Regions from separate parts of the Mus musculus genome. Here region 2 is linked to region 1. Evidence: chromatin contacts called from public HiChIP or PLAC-seq data. All regions are on one chromosome and are shown on one strand. Each heading gives the region's core, a stretch centred on a gene start, on an enhancer-like site or on the middle of the called end of the contact. The rest is flanking DNA. Distances are from core to core; before and after follow the strand shown. Region 1 overlaps Igf2bp1 (insulin-like growth factor 2 mRNA binding protein 1). Region 2 holds the start of Ube2z (ubiquitin-conjugating enzyme E2Z).

The links. HiChIP or PLAC-seq counts read pairs in DNA pulled down with a chosen protein or histone mark.
Region 2: a contact with region 1 is called in an H3K4me3 HiChIP or PLAC-seq map of embryonic stem cells, with 4 times the contacts expected there. The contact joins the promoter of Ube2z here to the enhancer-like site in region 1. A contact is called at or near these places in 6 of 39 promoter capture datasets (the 3T3-L1 cell line, 3T3-L1-derived adipocytes, embryonic stem cells and 2 more), 8 of 484 Hi-C or Micro-C datasets (the G1E-ER4 cell line, embryonic somatosensory cortex, embryonic stem cells and 4 more), 10 of 115 datasets of contacts at active chromatin or transcription factors (craniofacial prominence, embryonic limb bud, embryonic stem cells and 4 more) and 1 of 9 other capture datasets (adipose tissue).

The regions. Positions count from the first base shown.
Region 1 is chr11:95,957,944-95,960,980 of GRCm38.p6, forward strand. Igf2bp1 (insulin-like growth factor 2 mRNA binding protein 1) reads right to left here. Exons shown (of 15, transcript NM_009951.4): 15 at 1-3,037. Among named protein-coding and RNA genes, the nearest start is that of Mir3063, 3.9 kb to the right of the region's middle. Within about 2 kb of position 1,423, at least 8 of the 459 cell types and tissues checked have an H3K27ac peak or open chromatin away from gene starts, as enhancers often do. A contact at or near this core is called in embryonic stem cells, where this site is marked.
Region 2 is chr11:96,063,845-96,067,052 of GRCm38.p6, forward strand. It overlaps Ube2z (ubiquitin-conjugating enzyme E2Z), which reads right to left and starts at 1,520. Exons shown (of 7, transcript NM_172300.3): 1 at 1,108-1,520. The coding sequence starts at 1,430.

The sequences.
Region 1 (3,037 bases), core at 173-2,672:
CCATGGTTACTGGAAATTGTCTCCCTCCCTTAAAAGAAAAAAAAATTTTTTTTGGTTTTTATTTTTTTTTTTTTTAAGATTTTTTGGAAAGTATTTTTAAGGTAATAGTTTTTCCTTTGGAAAAAGAAATCTTTCCCCCGCCTAACCTAAGCAAGTGGAGTTGCCACTACCTAAATTTCTCTATATTGTTTTGCTAAGAGGTAGATTAAAACCAAAAGTGAAACAGGCTTCTATAAGGAGGTCATTTAGGGGTGGGGAGGGCTAGGGCACCTGGCGGTGGTCAACTACAAAGGTGGCCTGAGCGAGCCTGGTAGACTGGACCAGGCCCCAGGGCAGAAGGATCCTGCTCTATCTCAGAGCGCGCCCCCTCCCCCCATACACACACACACCTCCCGAGGGGACTCAGTGGAGGCAGAGGATCTTGAAGAAACCCTGTTGAAGAGGCCCCGGTTCCCAAGTTAGGAGCTGACTAGGGGATTCCAGGCCGGACCCAGAACCACCCTCCATCCAGCTCTCTAGGGAAGGAGCCCATTCCTTTCCTCACATCAAGCTTAAGCTTAAGCTCTGAGAGAGAGGGGGAGGAGCTGGAGTGAAGGGATGAGAGAGTGGGGGAGGAGAGCAGAAAAGGGGATGGGGTGGGGGGGAGGGGACACGAGATGACGGAACCCTGCCAACCCGACCAATGTGAGTGGGGACCCGGGCAAGCCTGCCCGATCCCCATGACAAACCTAGTGTGGCATAAGCCAAAACTCTCTCCTGGCTGGGATTCATCCCCGAGGCATGAGTCCCTGCCCTCATCTCCAATCTTACTGTGAGGACTGAGGTAGTTCATCCATTTATACTCGTAGTATTCATCATCTGTGATTATGAAAAACACACGCTCCAGGAGCATCCTGCTATTTAAGAAAAACAAATTCTCTTCTTTTGTCAGTCCATAGTCACCCATTTGAGGGCATCCGTAATGATACCACATCAGGCCGTGCAGGGTTGAGGCTTTGGCCTAGCCTCTAGACCATGAAGCATGTGGCCTGTCCCGGATCTTGAACCCTCACTGAGATGTATCCAAAGGAAAGAAACACCATGTTTCAGCTGGTATTACTCTATGTATGTCTGAATACAAGAACAACATTCTGCACCTAAACCATTGAGTATCTGGAAGGAAAATGGCTTTTACATCCCCTGGCATTGATGAGGGGGTCTCTTCCTGCAATGTCCTGCCAAGCTGGTCTCCTTCTATTGGTTTTCAACAAACAGGCAAAAACAGTTGTGTGGTCTGAATGGCAAAGCCACTAGGATCTCCCCCAGGAGCACTTAGGACAAGGAAAGGCGACCTCGTCCCGAGAGAGGGGGAGAAGAGTTGCCTAAATCGACAGCTCCTCCTGGGGCTCAGTTAGGCTTGGCGCCCTCTGGGGCTGAGGTAGTTAATAGCACTGCTGGTTCCCAGTTTGGCAGAGGGTGTCTGGGAAGGGAGGAGGGGAAGGCACCCTTGAGAGCTAACTGAGGCCCCTCCTCACTGCCAGTCTGCCAGGCCTGAAGGGAACTCCACGGTGCCATCTCTGCAGTGGGGACAGGGGAGGAGAGCAGTCCCACAGGGAGCCCAAGAGTCCCTCCTTCCCCAAAGTGCAACAGGACCCCCTTTTCCCTGCTCCCTAGCCCTGGGCAAGCACCACACCCCAATCCCCCAGGAACTTAACAAGAGTGGTGCTTGTCTTTAGTGTAGTCTCCAGGACCCTCCCCCTCACAGACAGGCCTAGGAGATGTAGAAAGATGGCCGGCCACTGCTTTGTCTTAGAAACAGCCTCTCAGCCTCTGTCTGTCTGTCTGTCTTTGGCACAAAGGAAAACGGACATACAGAACCAACTGGAACATCCTGTCCCAGCATCCTCGGGGTTTTGACATGGTGTCTCCAGCCAATAGCGAGGCAGGAGTTTTCCCCAAAAGCGGAGAGTTTAGGGAAATGAAAGACAGAAAGGACCGGAAAGAGTCAAAGGCCACACGACTTCCCTCGTACCTAGACCTCCTTCCAGCAACTAAGTCCACAAACTGCAAAAGGCAACCAGACCCCAGAGGGGGTTAAAGCCACTGCGGTGTAAGCGGCAGATGCAGCTTCAAAGTCAGTCAGTGAGTCAAACCATTTGGCTTTTTATGTGTTTCCAAGAATTTAAAAAATAGACCCAAGAGATGATCCTTTCATTCATAAAACTACGTGTGTAGTGCACACACACACACCTCTATACATAGACCTCTGAGCACAGAAGCAGTTTCTTCTAAAGGTTGCTTTTCTCAACTGTCCAAATATCCCAAGTGCTTTTTGTAATAATTTGCCATCTTACCTAGGACAGGGTTTGGAAAAAAAAAAAAAAAGAGGTGACAAGCAGGGTAAGGAGCTGCCCTAAGATCTGGCCTTTGAGTCACCAGACAACCCAAATAAGCCAGGCTCTCCCTTCCTGCTGACCTCTGCCCCTAGTCCATATTCTTACTTTCATTAGGAAGCCAACTTTCACAATCTTGCTGCTGGGCAAATCCAGCCATGAGTGGAACCTTGCCTAGTCCATGTAAGTTTTCAGGTCCCTTGTCACACATGTTCTGATCTCTTCTGGGAGCTCAATCAGCTAAAGGGAAGGACTTGGACTTAAGGTGTGAAGGGGGCAGGTCCCCAAGGAACAGACGCTCCAGCAATCTCATTCCAGGTACTATGGGATCCCCCCATGGTCACTTGAACCAGGTATCAAAGCATGCTTGCTGCAAGAAATCCACTTGAAATCACTAAATGGCCGATGTCTGAACATTGTCTGCTTTGAATGGGAACAAAGCACATAGAGCCAGGTGGGAAGCTTAATTCTACTGGCCTGTTACATCCTAAAGACTGTTTCTCTCTTTGGACTAAATGGTCTGGAGCCTATGAGAGACCGTGGCTGTGATGGGGACCAAGTGGTAAGACCCTGTCCCAACCACACTCAGCATTTCCTCTTCCTCCTCTTGGCTACCCACCACTCTAAAACCAAGAATGCCCTAACAGGTCCACTTTTAGAATGAA
Region 2 (3,208 bases), core at 270-2,769, 110 kb after region 1:
GGGTGGCAATAACTGTGAAGTTGTTCTACGTCCGGCACTGTGCCAGGTACTTTACGTGCATGGTGTAGTTTTTTTTTATTAAAAACTTGGAAAATATGTAGCCGGGCAGACACCTGAGGGGACTTGGAATGTTTGGGATAATAGCCAGATAAGAGGCTAAGATGAAAAGACTAAGTCTGGTCACCAGGAAACAAGTTTCAAAATTAATAGCTCAACAGTCTTATCTTTTGCCATGCAATTGGTACCATACTAAGTGAGCACTTTTGCAAAACATATTTATCTATGAAGTGATACGATCTAAGATCGGTCACCCAAGACACAAGCACAGACAGGCCCTAGGCCTTTTGTTCCTGTATTTGAAGGGAGTACATCTGCTTTACAAAAGTAAACCAGACAACCTTGGGGGTAAATAATAGGAAAAAAGTTCTTGACTAAGATGTTACAATCCAGAGTGATAGTGAGAGATGGTAGGAACGCAGAGTTTCAGGGACAGGTGTGAGGGACAGTTTTGGGGTGATTGGAAAGGGGGTTCAAGAAATGATCTGGAAAGTCAGGGAGGCTCTCTAGACCCGTGGAAAGGGCCATATGGTGGGGAAACGAGGTAAGGAAAGGTAAAAAGGAAGACTGACTCGAGTCTGCAACTGGGCAATGCAGGTAGAGGATGTTCCAAGCGGGGACTCCAGAAGAGATGGAGAACTGATGGGTGGGGCCTGAGGGCAGCCTTTAGGTAAGCTGGTGGGGTAGGTTAGAGGGGAAGTGCGAAGGGCGGGACCGAGCGTTACAGAAGAGCAAAAGGGTCAGGTTTCGGGTGAACGGGAGGGGGTAGGGATAAGGCATCCGGAACGGAGCTGCAGGGCTCACCGGAGGTCGCTAAGGGGCGGGGTAGGCCCGAGGGCAATCGCGGATCTGTTTGGGCTGTAGGGCCGGGCGCTGAGAGGGCGGGAGGGAGGGAAAGGGCGACACTTAAGGCCCCCGTCAGTAGAGAGGCCCGCAGGGTTTGGGCCTGGAAGACGTGAGGCGGGAGAGAGCCCCGATGGGGAAAGGTGGGGGGCGGGGAAGGTCGAGCCCTGGAGCTCCGGGGTGAGGGAGGAAAAACCCCCGGCTCACCGCTTAATCCGAAGTAGACACTGTGGCGCGGTTCGCTCGCCGTCCCAGTCCGAGCTGAGCGTGGGGTCCCAATGGCTAAGCAGCGCGGCCCCGTGGGCAGCGGCCGAGGGCGGGAGTCCTGGCAGCGGAGCCAGGCCGCTCCCCGGTCCCCCGGCCCCGCCCGCCGCCGCCGCCGCCGCCCACACATCCGGCAGAAAAGGCGGCCCGAACCCGCCGCCGCTCCCGCTAACGCCGACCACACCGGCAACACCACTCGACCCTGGGCCCGCCGCCCCGGCGCCAGCCGTCGCCGTCGCCGCCTCCTCAGTCGGACTCTCCGCCATCGCTGCTTCGCTTCCGGGACTGCTCAGCAGCACGTCCGCCGACCAGAGCGGCCGCTGCTCCCGCACCACCGAGAGCCGGGCCAGAGTGTCCCCACCCTCGGCTTCCCCAGCCCGGGTGGCGCTGGCTCCGCCCACCTCCGCCCGGACCAGCGAGAGGCGTGCTGCCAGAGCGTCCACCCACGGTCCTCCAGAGCGGGGGGCGGGGGCTAGCGGACTAGCTGGCGCTCCAGGCCAGCGCAGATTCTGCGCCCCGCTGGAGATGCTGGTAGCCTTCCATGGTTAAAGGTTTTATGTTGGGAGAGTTGATGTCGGAGAAGACAGTTCAAAGAAGATGGAGAGACCCACAGCTTCTCTTTTAAAGGGAGGGACCATCGATGTTCAATCCTAGGGTAGGACTAAGGTCCACCTTCCCTGTAGGGCAATCGAAAGAAGAGCTTGAGTAGTTTAGGGCCCTTCACATCCCTACGGCTCTGTGCTGTATCATGTCTGGTCTTCTCCCCCATCGACTACTATTGTCGCCTGACTGCGGATGGACTAAGAGGAAGAACGGAATCAGAACGTGCGAATAAAAGACCACCTCATTTGAGTTTATTCGATATTTATTTATGAAGGGCATACTAAAGGCCAGGAGCTGTTGCTAGGCATTGCCCTGGAGATAATGACACAGAAGTTGACAGCTTGGTAGAAGTCAAGCATCAGGCTTGATTCCAAGCTCAGTACCTTTTCTACCCGCTAATCCTGGAGTTACGGGTTTGAAATTCTCAATTTCTTAGAACTATATTGAGATTTGTAATACGAAAATTAACTCTGACTAAGGGGAAAAGACCTTAACCTTGTTCTACTGACAGGAATATGAGTCTGTGTGTGTGTTTGCTAACTGTAGGAAAACCAGAGGTACCGCATGACTGAGAATTTACACAACCCTTTCAGCTGGTCTGAGACAACATCCGAAACAAACACATTGATACTCTATAGCAAAGTGTATGAATAGTTTTTGAGACAAGGTTTCCAATATGTAGCTGCTTACCTCAGCCTTCTTAGTGCTGAGATGACCGGCATAAGCCACCACACCCAATGAAATATTCATATTAACTTTAGTACATTTATGAAGATTCATTCTAGAACAAACAGCCAGAGCCTCACTTTGGATCTTGTTTTTTTTTTTTTTTCTTCTTCTTTTCCTCCCGAAGAAGCCTGGCTCCTGTGGTGGCACAGCTCGTAAGCTAAGCACTAGAGAGGTTGAGGAATGATGAGGGAACTATCGTACATAAATAGTTGAGGCCACAAATTGAGTTCAAGGCAATCTGGGCAACAAAGGGACACCCTGTCTCAAAACACAAAAACCAACAAGTGAAGAGCCTGCGTTCTGGACATTTGTGCGTTTTCTCAAATGGTCTGGGGGCGGGGGTCTGGGAATAGTGAATACATTATGTTTTGAAGCTGCCATTAATTGAGTGCTTAAGGCTACACATTGTTTATCTGCTTTATTTTACTTGTTCCTCTCACCAGCTCTGTGATAGAAGGACTGTTATTAGCCTTTTGTGACAGAATGACAACAGACAGACAGAAGGTCAGTCACACACATAGGATCACACTGAGAGCAGGGGGCAAAGCTGCATCTGGTTCCAGATGTTGTCCTTTTTGCTACACACACACATGCATGTACCTAGGGCTCTAGCTTGTGTATTATTTGTGAATTCAGCTTAGTAGAGTTCATCTTAGGACTGTAACATGAAATAAAACTCATTAGTATACTATTTTATAGAGGTTCCATGTTT